Regions from separate parts of the Sus scrofa genome. Here all the other regions are linked to region 2. Evidence: chromatin contacts called from public promoter capture Hi-C data. All regions are on one chromosome and are shown on one strand. Each heading gives the region's core, a stretch centred on a gene start, on an enhancer-like site or on the middle of the called end of the contact. The rest is flanking DNA. Distances are from core to core; before and after follow the strand shown.

The links. Promoter capture Hi-C pulls out the DNA fragments that hold promoters and counts their contacts.
Region 1: a contact with region 2 is called in a promoter capture Hi-C map of liver, with 3 times the contacts expected there. The contact joins the promoter of ZNF511 here to the promoter of BNIP3 in region 2. A contact is called at or near these places in 1 of 5 promoter capture datasets (liver) and 1 of 2 datasets of contacts at active chromatin or transcription factors (alveolar macrophages).
Region 3: a contact with region 2 is called in a promoter capture Hi-C map of liver, with 5 times the contacts expected there. The contact joins the promoter of ECHS1 here to the promoter of BNIP3 in region 2. A contact is called at or near these places in 1 of 5 promoter capture datasets (liver) and 1 of 2 datasets of contacts at active chromatin or transcription factors (alveolar macrophages).

Annotation. Positions count from the first base shown.
Region 1 is chr14:141,251,972-141,254,671 of Sscrofa11.1, forward strand. ZNF511 (zinc finger protein 511) reads left to right here and starts at 1,402. Exons shown (of 5, transcript XM_021073935.1): 1 at 1,402-1,624; 2 at 1,837-1,910; 3 at 2,175-2,376; 4 at 2,534-2,658. The coding sequence starts at 1,472. TUBGCP2 (gamma-tubulin complex component 2) reads right to left here and starts at 1,406. Exons shown (of 18, transcript XR_002338877.1): 1 at 1,318-1,406.
Region 2 is chr14:140,370,665-140,373,364 of Sscrofa11.1, forward strand. It overlaps BNIP3 (BCL2/adenovirus E1B 19 kDa protein-interacting protein 3), which reads right to left and starts at 1,287. Exons shown (of 6, transcript XM_003359404.4): 1 at 1,041-1,287. The coding sequence starts at 1,086. LOC110256840 (a long non-coding RNA gene) reads left to right here and starts at 1,414. Exons shown (of 2, transcript XR_002338864.1): 1 at 1,414-1,493; 2 at 2,412-2,700.
Region 3 is chr14:141,347,617-141,350,316 of Sscrofa11.1, forward strand. ECHS1 (enoyl CoA hydratase, short chain, 1, mitochondrial) reads right to left here and starts at 1,254. Exons shown (of 8, transcript NM_001190175.1): 1 at 1,081-1,254. The coding sequence starts at 1,168.

The DNA of each region.
Region 1 (2,700 bases), core at 152-2,651, 880 kb after region 2:
TGGAGAGGAAACACAGCACCGCTCTTACTAGAAAAGCAGAAACAAACGTTGCTATCGCTGCACACGGCCAACCACCTGGAAACGGCCACTGCTACCTGAGAAATCCCAAACTGTACAGGACTCCCTGCCAGCACCCCAAACTACCTGTGACTTGCAGTTAATCACAGAGGACGCTGGACCAGGCGCTGCAAACCACCGGCAAAACAGCCGACAGCCAGGCTTCCCACATTCCCACGAGGTTTCCCAGGACCGCGGCCTGGCCTGAACGGCTGGACCAGGATCACTGGTCACACCAGATGGCAAGAACACTGCAGGGGCCACCAAAAGAAAACACCTCTCCTCCAGACACAAGTGGGTGGACAGGGCTCTTCTAAAGAAAGATCATTTCAGCAAATGTTTATTTAAAAACCGTCTTGGAGTTCCACTGTGGCTCAGCGGTAACAAACCCAACTGGTATCCATGAGGACGCAGGTTCAATCCCTGGCTTCCCTCCATGGGTTAGGGATCCCACGTTTGCTGTGGCTGTGGTGTAAGCCCGCAGCTACAGCTCCGATTCCACCCCTAGCCTGGGAAATTCTATATGCCATGGGTGCAGCCCTAAAAAGAGAAGAAAAAAAACCAATCAAACAACGACACCCCCCCCCAAATCTGTCTTCATGAAACTTTACATTTGTGGTAGAAATAAAAGCAGAGACGTCCTTAATACAAGGAGCCTGCTGTTCCACGTCACTTTGGGGAACAATTCCTGCAAGATCTGTGGCTCTCGCCTGCAGGCAGCCCCCGCCCCGGGTGCCTGGAAATGCCTAGGGGAGTCTGGGCAGTCACGGTGACTGCAGAGGTGTCTAGAATCTCCGTGGGCAAGAGGCCGGGGAGCCGAACATCCACAGAACCCTCCCACCAAAAATACCAACAGCAGCCCCACCGAGCACAACTCTGAGGAGCACGAGCTGCAACAGCTCAGCTCAGCTTTCTGATGCTGCCGCTGCTTCTCCCGACCGGTCGCCACAAATGGACACAGAGACCCTCAAGACAGTGGGACATGCAGAGGGCTCAGCGCATGTGAATTTGCCGAAAACCACTCGGGGTCCAGTCTGGGGACCGGTCTGGGTACAGGGGATCGGAAGGCCGCGGCGGCACTGCCCGGGGGAGACGGCGGCGGCAAGGAGGACGGGAGGGAGGCTGGGAGCCTCTGCAGCCGGGAGCCTGCGCTGCTCGGGGCGGGAGGGGACCCAGAGGCTCATCGGTGGGACGCGCGACGTCCGCTCCGCCCCGGAGCCGCCCCCAGACTCAGACCCCACGGCCCCGCGCCCCACTCACCACAGGGCGCGGAGCCGGGCACCCAGCCCGCGAAACCCGCAGCGACAGCCCCTCCGGCAGCGGAAGTGCGGCGACGTCACATCCGGCCCCGCCCCGCCGCCGCCGACGTGCGGACGGTGGCCGACAGGCCGTGGGGGCGCCGGCTCGCTGGGCGATGCAGCTGCCGCCCGCGCTGCACGTCCGCCTGGCGGGGGCCGCCGGGGCGGCCGAGCCGCTGCCCGTGGAGCGGGACCCCGCGGCCGGGGCCGCTCCCTTCACCTTCGCGGCGCGCCAGGTGCGCTTCCCACGGGAGCACGAGTTCTTCGAGGTTCGTGAGCCGAGGAGGGAGAGGGCAGTTGTGAGGGGCGGGGCCAGCGCCCTGGGGGCGGGGCTGTGGGCGGGACCAAGAGCTCGAGGCGGGGCCGGGGCGGGCGCAGATTTTTCCGTCAAGGAGCTAAGGCTCCGGGCGGGGCCGAGGGCCGGAGCCGGGGGACCCGGGCGGGTAGGCGGAGTCAGGGCTCACGGGGCTGTCTCCTGCAGGACGGGGACGTGCAGCGGCACCTCTACCTCCAGGATGTGCTTACGCAGGTGGCCGGGGCACCCGAGAGGCCCAGGTGAGCGCAGTGGCCCCGCACGTATCCCCTTCTTGTCTTCTCCTCGCCCCTCCGTCTTCCCGCCCCTCCTCAGGTGCCCTTGCTGCCCCTCAGCCTGGACCACCGACCAAGCCTGCGTGGCTGCCCTCACCTCGGCCTAGCTGGTCTATGAAAGGCTAATTGTTCTGAAACTAGGATTTGGGATTGCGAGAGGAAATCCGAAGCTTTGTCGGGCAACCTAAAGGGGAACTGTGACAGGGAGCCTGAGGTTCTGTCCTTCGCCAGGGTGCCCGAGTTCACCTGTCACGTGGCTGGCTGCTGCCAGGTGTTTGATGTCCTGGAGGACTACGAGCACCACTACCACACGCTGCACAGGAACGTCTGCTCCTTCTGCAAGCGGGCCTTCCCCTCTGGACACCTGCTGGACACCCACATTCTGGAGTGGCACGACTCCTTGTTCCAGATCTTGGCCGAGCGGCAGGACATGGTGGGTGACGTCTTGCCCACCGAGGCCACGGGCAGTCATCACGAGGGCTTGTTCCTAGCCCTGTGCCTCGGGGTACCAGAGCCTGGGGTTGAAGCACAGCAAGGCGGGGGTGTGGCAGCCACTAGGATCAGGGTGGGTGACGCTGTTTCCGTTGCAGTATCAGTGCTTGGTGGAGGGCTGCCCAGAGAGGTTCAGAACCAGCAGAGACAGGAAGGAGCACCTGGTGACTGGTCACCTCTACCCCGCAGACTTCCGCTTCGATAAACCGAGGAAGAGCAAAGGGTAGGTAACGGTGTGCGAGGAAGGCGCCTCTCGAGCTTAGGA
Region 2 (2,700 bases), core at 37-2,536:
CGAGAGGAGCCCAAAGAGCCCAGCAGGAGTTTCCACTCGGCCTGCAACTGTCTTTTTATAGAATAAACAAAACAGAAAAACAAATCTTTTAACTTGGGAGCTGGCCTTCTGCATTGCCAATGACTCAGCAGTTTGGTGTGTCAATCAAGGAACGGAGATGGGGGCTCTGGGCGCTTAGAACCCTTCCAGACACAAATCTCAACCACCAAAGCACGAGGTCAGAAGCGTAGACGAGTGACCACGGCATCCTCGGTGGTGAGAAAAGACAGATTCAATCTCAACCTGTTTCCAAGAAGATAAGCAGTGTTGAAATTTAATGAGATGACAGGATTTTTAAACTGTCGTCTTAGTTCTAAATGCACATTATACAACGCATTACACCGAGTCTTACTTAGGAAAAGCTTGTTGGAAGGCGTAAGAAAATGTGGCTAAGTTCAGATAACAAAAAGGTTTTCAAAAACTTAAAAATGCACCCGCAAAGGTTTCGACGGTCCTCTCCAAACTTATTTACGTGCTCCCGCTGCCTAAACTCTTGCTTCAGAGGATCCAAAGGTCGCGCGCACGGCCCCTCCTCCAGCCCGCGGCCGCGGGGCTCCCCAGGGACAGGACCGCGAGGCCGGACCCCGCGAGCCCGCTTTCCGGGAGGGGCAGGGGGTCCCCGCCTCGCCGGCCACCAGTCCGCGTCCAGCTTGGCTTTGGAACGACCCCCAGGACGAGAGAACCTGAGCTTCAGGGAAGAGCTGGCGGCGCGCCCCCGCCGTGTCTAAGCGGCCCCCCGACGCTGACCGGCGCCCCGCACCCCCGGCAGCCCCGGCAGCCCACGTCCCCCAGCCGCGCCTCCGGACCGAGCCGACGACGCTGCAACCACGTCCACGAACTCCACCCGCAAGCCAGGCGTTTGCTCGCCGGTACCGGCACGGGCCCTGGGCTGCGCCTCTGCCGTCCGGGGAGGCTGCACCCGCCGCGCCCCGAGCCCGCGGCGCCCGGCCTCCCGGGGGTCCCCGCGCAGCCCCTCCACCAGGCCGCCCGGGCCCGCTCACCGTGCAGGCTCTCCTCCTGCAGCCCGGGGGCCTCGCTCTGAGACATGGCGGCGGGGCGGCGGGGGCCGGAGCCGAGCTGCGGCCGCAGAGGGACGGGGGGAGGCGGCAGCGGTGGCGGCGGCGGCGGCGGCGCGGGCCTAGCAGCTCGAGCGCGGTCGGCCCGCGGCCCGACTGACTGACGCTGGCGGCGGACGCACGGCGGATAAGCGGCGGCGAAGCGGCGGCGCCGCCCATTGGCCGCGGGGCGGGGCCTTCGAGGGCGCGTGCGGCGCGTGCGACGCGTGCGCGGGGCGGGGGCGGGGGAGGGGTCGCCTGAGGAGTGGAGCGCGCGTGCGCTGGCCGGGCGGTGCGGAGGGGGCTGCGCGTGCGCAGGCGGGACGGGGCGCGGGGCGGGGCGGGGAGACCCGGGCCGGGAGCGCGCGCCCTGGGGGGCGAGGCGTGGGAAACCGGCAGGTGCGTGTCGGACGTGCGGGCCCCGCGGAGAAACCTAGGCCGGCGGGAGGCGGGGCCTGGCGGGGCCTGGGCGTCGGTGATACTGCCTGAGGCCTGACCGCGCTCCCTCTGACCGCGGGGAGGAGAGCAAGGGAGGCGGGGCAGCCAGCCGAAGGCGGCGCTGGCAGTTTGGCCGGCGTCCTGAGGCCACCAGCCGGTCGCCCCTCTCAGTTGACCGCCTTTTGTACGTCAGCCTGGCGGGAAGTCAGATCAGAATCTCTGGCAACAGGTCTGGGATGCCGCACATCAGCCCTGTGACCACAAGGCCTAAATGGCCAGGACTTGATCAGCGATGACAGCTTCCCCGACTTCGGTCCCTGCCTCCAGCTCAGGACCAACCAGAGAAAGACAGATAGGACCAATATTTGCGTCCCTAGCCAATCGCAGGGACGCGGCGGATGCTCATGAGAGGGGCATCAATCTTGCTTTCTCTCTGGATGTCCAGGAGCTGGCCTTGCTTTCAGGCTGACTGTCCTTCTCATTTTCACTTGCTCATGGTGCGTGGAGCCCACGCCGCCCCTGTCCCAGCGGCATTCTAGTTGGGTGCAGCCAGGAACAAACAGAACAGCGTGTCCCTGCAGAGGCGCGAATTGCAGTCTCTCAGTGTTCCCACCCCAGCCCTCCCCAGGCGCCCCTCCCAGCTCCTCGGCCCCTCTTCCTGGGGAAGCAGCTGCGGTATTGAGCCTTAGGGCCCACAGACACCCTGTGTTTGGCCATCATTTAGGTGTTCTTTGACTTTTTTCTCAGCAGTATCTTGCAGTTGTCAGGGTTCAGGGCTCGCACATCTTTTGTCAGAGGCATCTCTAAATATTCATACTTTTAATGTTATGGTGACTACCGTTGTTAAATCTCATTTGATTGCTTTTTGAAAATATATAGGAATATGGATTTTAGTGTCATCACGTCTTGCAACCTGCTAAGCTCACTGAAGTTTTTTATAAGTCCTCGAAAAGACAGTGGCACCTGGTTTTCCTTCCCCATGTGGAACCCTCTACAGCTTCCAGCAAGTTCCATCACCCAGAGGACGCCATGCAAGGAAGTGGCAATGCCGGGACTTGAAGACCTGCTCCAGTGACAGGCCCTACTCTCACCTGCCCTGCCCTGAAAAACAGCCTCAGTGGCCTAGGGAAGTCCCCAGGTCAGGGGTCACATCTAAGCTGCAACTGCA
Region 3 (2,700 bases), core at 4-2,503, 980 kb after region 2:
ATGGAGATTCCGAGGCTAGGGGTCTAATGGGAGCTGTAGCCACCGGCCTACACCACAGCCACAGCAACGCGGGATCCTTAACCCACTGAGCGAGGCCAGGGATCAAACCCGCAACCTCATGGTTCCTAGTTGGATTCGTTCACCACTGTGCCAGGATGGGAACTCCAGGAAACTCCTTTCAACAAAGGTCCACTAGGTGCGGGGAATGAAGCTGCACACTGCACGCTTCCAGCCTTGCGGGGAGGCCCCCCTGGGTGGGGGGAATCGGGGGGGGAGGCACACACAGGCAAAGGCAACTGCGGAGGCCCACAGGGGCTGCTCGCCCAGACAAGAAGGTTAACCAAGGTGGTTTGCTTTCTTGAACAGCGAAAGAGGGAGGCAGTACCCATCCCACTGGCTTGTTGGGGAATAACTGAAATCGGACATGTAAAGGCAGCACGACTGTCACATACAAGCCCGGGAAACAACTGCTAATCACAGGCTAGGATGCAGCAGCAGGTGGCCAAAGAGAACTTAAAACCAACACTTGTTAGTTAGGTTGTCAGCGGACCAAAAGTGAAGGAAGAGGCGGCGGGAATTCTTCCCCAGCTCAGCGACGTGGGCAAGAGTTGCCGCGGGGAACTGGGCAGAGGTGCTCGGCAGAGAGGAGGAGGGGCGCGCGGCGGGGGGGGAGGGGCCGAATCCGAAGGCCAGAGCCCAGGAGAAAGCCTGGACCTGGGGAGGCCCGGGCAGGAGGCACAGCGGGACAGCACGAGCTTCCCCTTCCTACTCCAGAGGCGCTAAGCGCACCTTCTCTTAAAGTCTGAGGAATTTCACAACCAACAGCCAAACGCTGAAATGGTCAGAGGTCTGAGCTCTCGGTCCCTGGTCTCTGGAGTTGAGGCGCTAGTGACCCCAGGGCTCCGCCAGCTCGGGCAGCAGGTGCCGGGAGGGGTTGCGAGGCTGGCCGGGTCCCCTGCAGGGGCGGGGTCCCGCCTAGCGGCGCGCCCAGGCTGAGGCCCGGGGGTCCCGGGCGCTGCCGAGGGACCCCCGCCGCGGGTCCGCCCCCGCCCCCGCCCCCGCCCCCGCCCCCGCACTCACTCGAGGCCAAGGAGCGCAGCGCGGGGCAGCCGGGCCAGGCGCGCAGCGGGGCGCGGACGCGTGGCAGCAAGGCGCGCAGGGTCGCCATGGCGCTCCCGGGACGAGGGGCCCCACTGCCGGAAGCCAGCCCAGCGGAGCCACCGCCCAGCGGAGCCGCCCCCCGGCTGCGCCAGTCAGGGCCCGCCCCGCCCACTGCGGGCATCGCGCGACCAGGCGGCGGAAGGGGCGGGGCCGCGGTCGGGGGCGGAAGGAGGCGGGGAGCGCTCAGGTTCCGGCGGGGCGGGAGGAGGGGCAAGGGGTGGGGACGGGGCGGGGCGGGAGGAGGGGCAAGGGGTGGGGCCGGGGCCGAGCGGCGGCCGCAGGGGGGGCGGCTCCGGCGCCGGTCGGTGCCCGCGTCCCTGTCCCCCGGTCCGCGCCGCCTTTAGCGGACCCCGCTCGGTGGCGTCCTTCCAGCAGCCCGAAGACCTGAGAGCAGACCCGCCAGGGCCGGCCGAGCCGTGGGGGTGGGGTCGGAAGCACGCGTGGGCTGCGCGCCGCGTGCGCGAACCTGGAGGGCCGCCCGCGCACACCGGCCCAGGACACACCGGGCGGTGAAATCAGGCCTCCGGGCGACGTTCAGGTGTAATTCGGGGCGGAAAGCCAGAGCAACCCGGAGAGGCCTCTGAGCCGTGCGGTCCTTGAGTTAGGGGATTCTCGTTTGTGTTTTAAAGGGGAGGACAAAGATGCAGTTAATCATCGTTTTGAGCCGTTTCTGTCGGGCTGTCTCTGGTTTTCGGTCTCAGGCCACGTGGTCCATGGCTTGGCGGGCTGGTCGCTCGGCCTGCCCTGGAGAAGCAACCTGAGCTTGTGTGTTGATGTCTGCAGAGGCAGTGATGGTTTGCTGAGGATGTCACCCGCAACCGCGACTTTAGTTGTCTGACTTTGATTGCTATTCAGTTGGCGCAGGACTGAGGTCGGGAGACAAGAAAGAGAAGAAAGTTTTGGGTAGAGAGATTCGTCAGAAGCTCAGTAGGGAAACTAGGTTTTAGGGGGCCTTGGTTTCAATAGTTTTCAATATTGAAAATGTGTATCAGACCCTGAGTCCTTGTGTTTGGAAGGAAAAGCCTTTTAGCCTCCCAGCCTCCCCTCAGTCTCAAAAGTTAATGATTAGAGTTAATGATTAGGAAATTTTGTTATAGCTAAAAAAAACAAAGCAGTCTCCATCATGTCATGCTCTGCCTTGGCCACCAGCTGGACTTTGTTTCCTTTCTCCTTAGAGTTCTAGGCACCTAGTGTCCAGCTTCCCCAAATGACCTCTTCCTTGCTAGTCGCGTGCTTTTACTCTTGGTTACCACATAGGCAGAGTTAGGGTGCACCTAGTGTTTGCGTTTGTACATGGAACACTTGCTAATACACCTTCCCTGTAAGCAGTCTTCATTCAAGAGAAAAGGTTCAGGCATAATAACCCCCAAAGACAACCAGAAACCATCACTGGACCAACTGACACAGGCCTCAACAACTCTGAAATGACCTGTGGAGGGAAAATAATGTACACACCTTAATCAGTAATCCTGTCTTTCAGAATAAACCTATAAGACCCCTTGCTGTCCCCTCTCAAGGCAGGACACAGTTTTAAGGTGT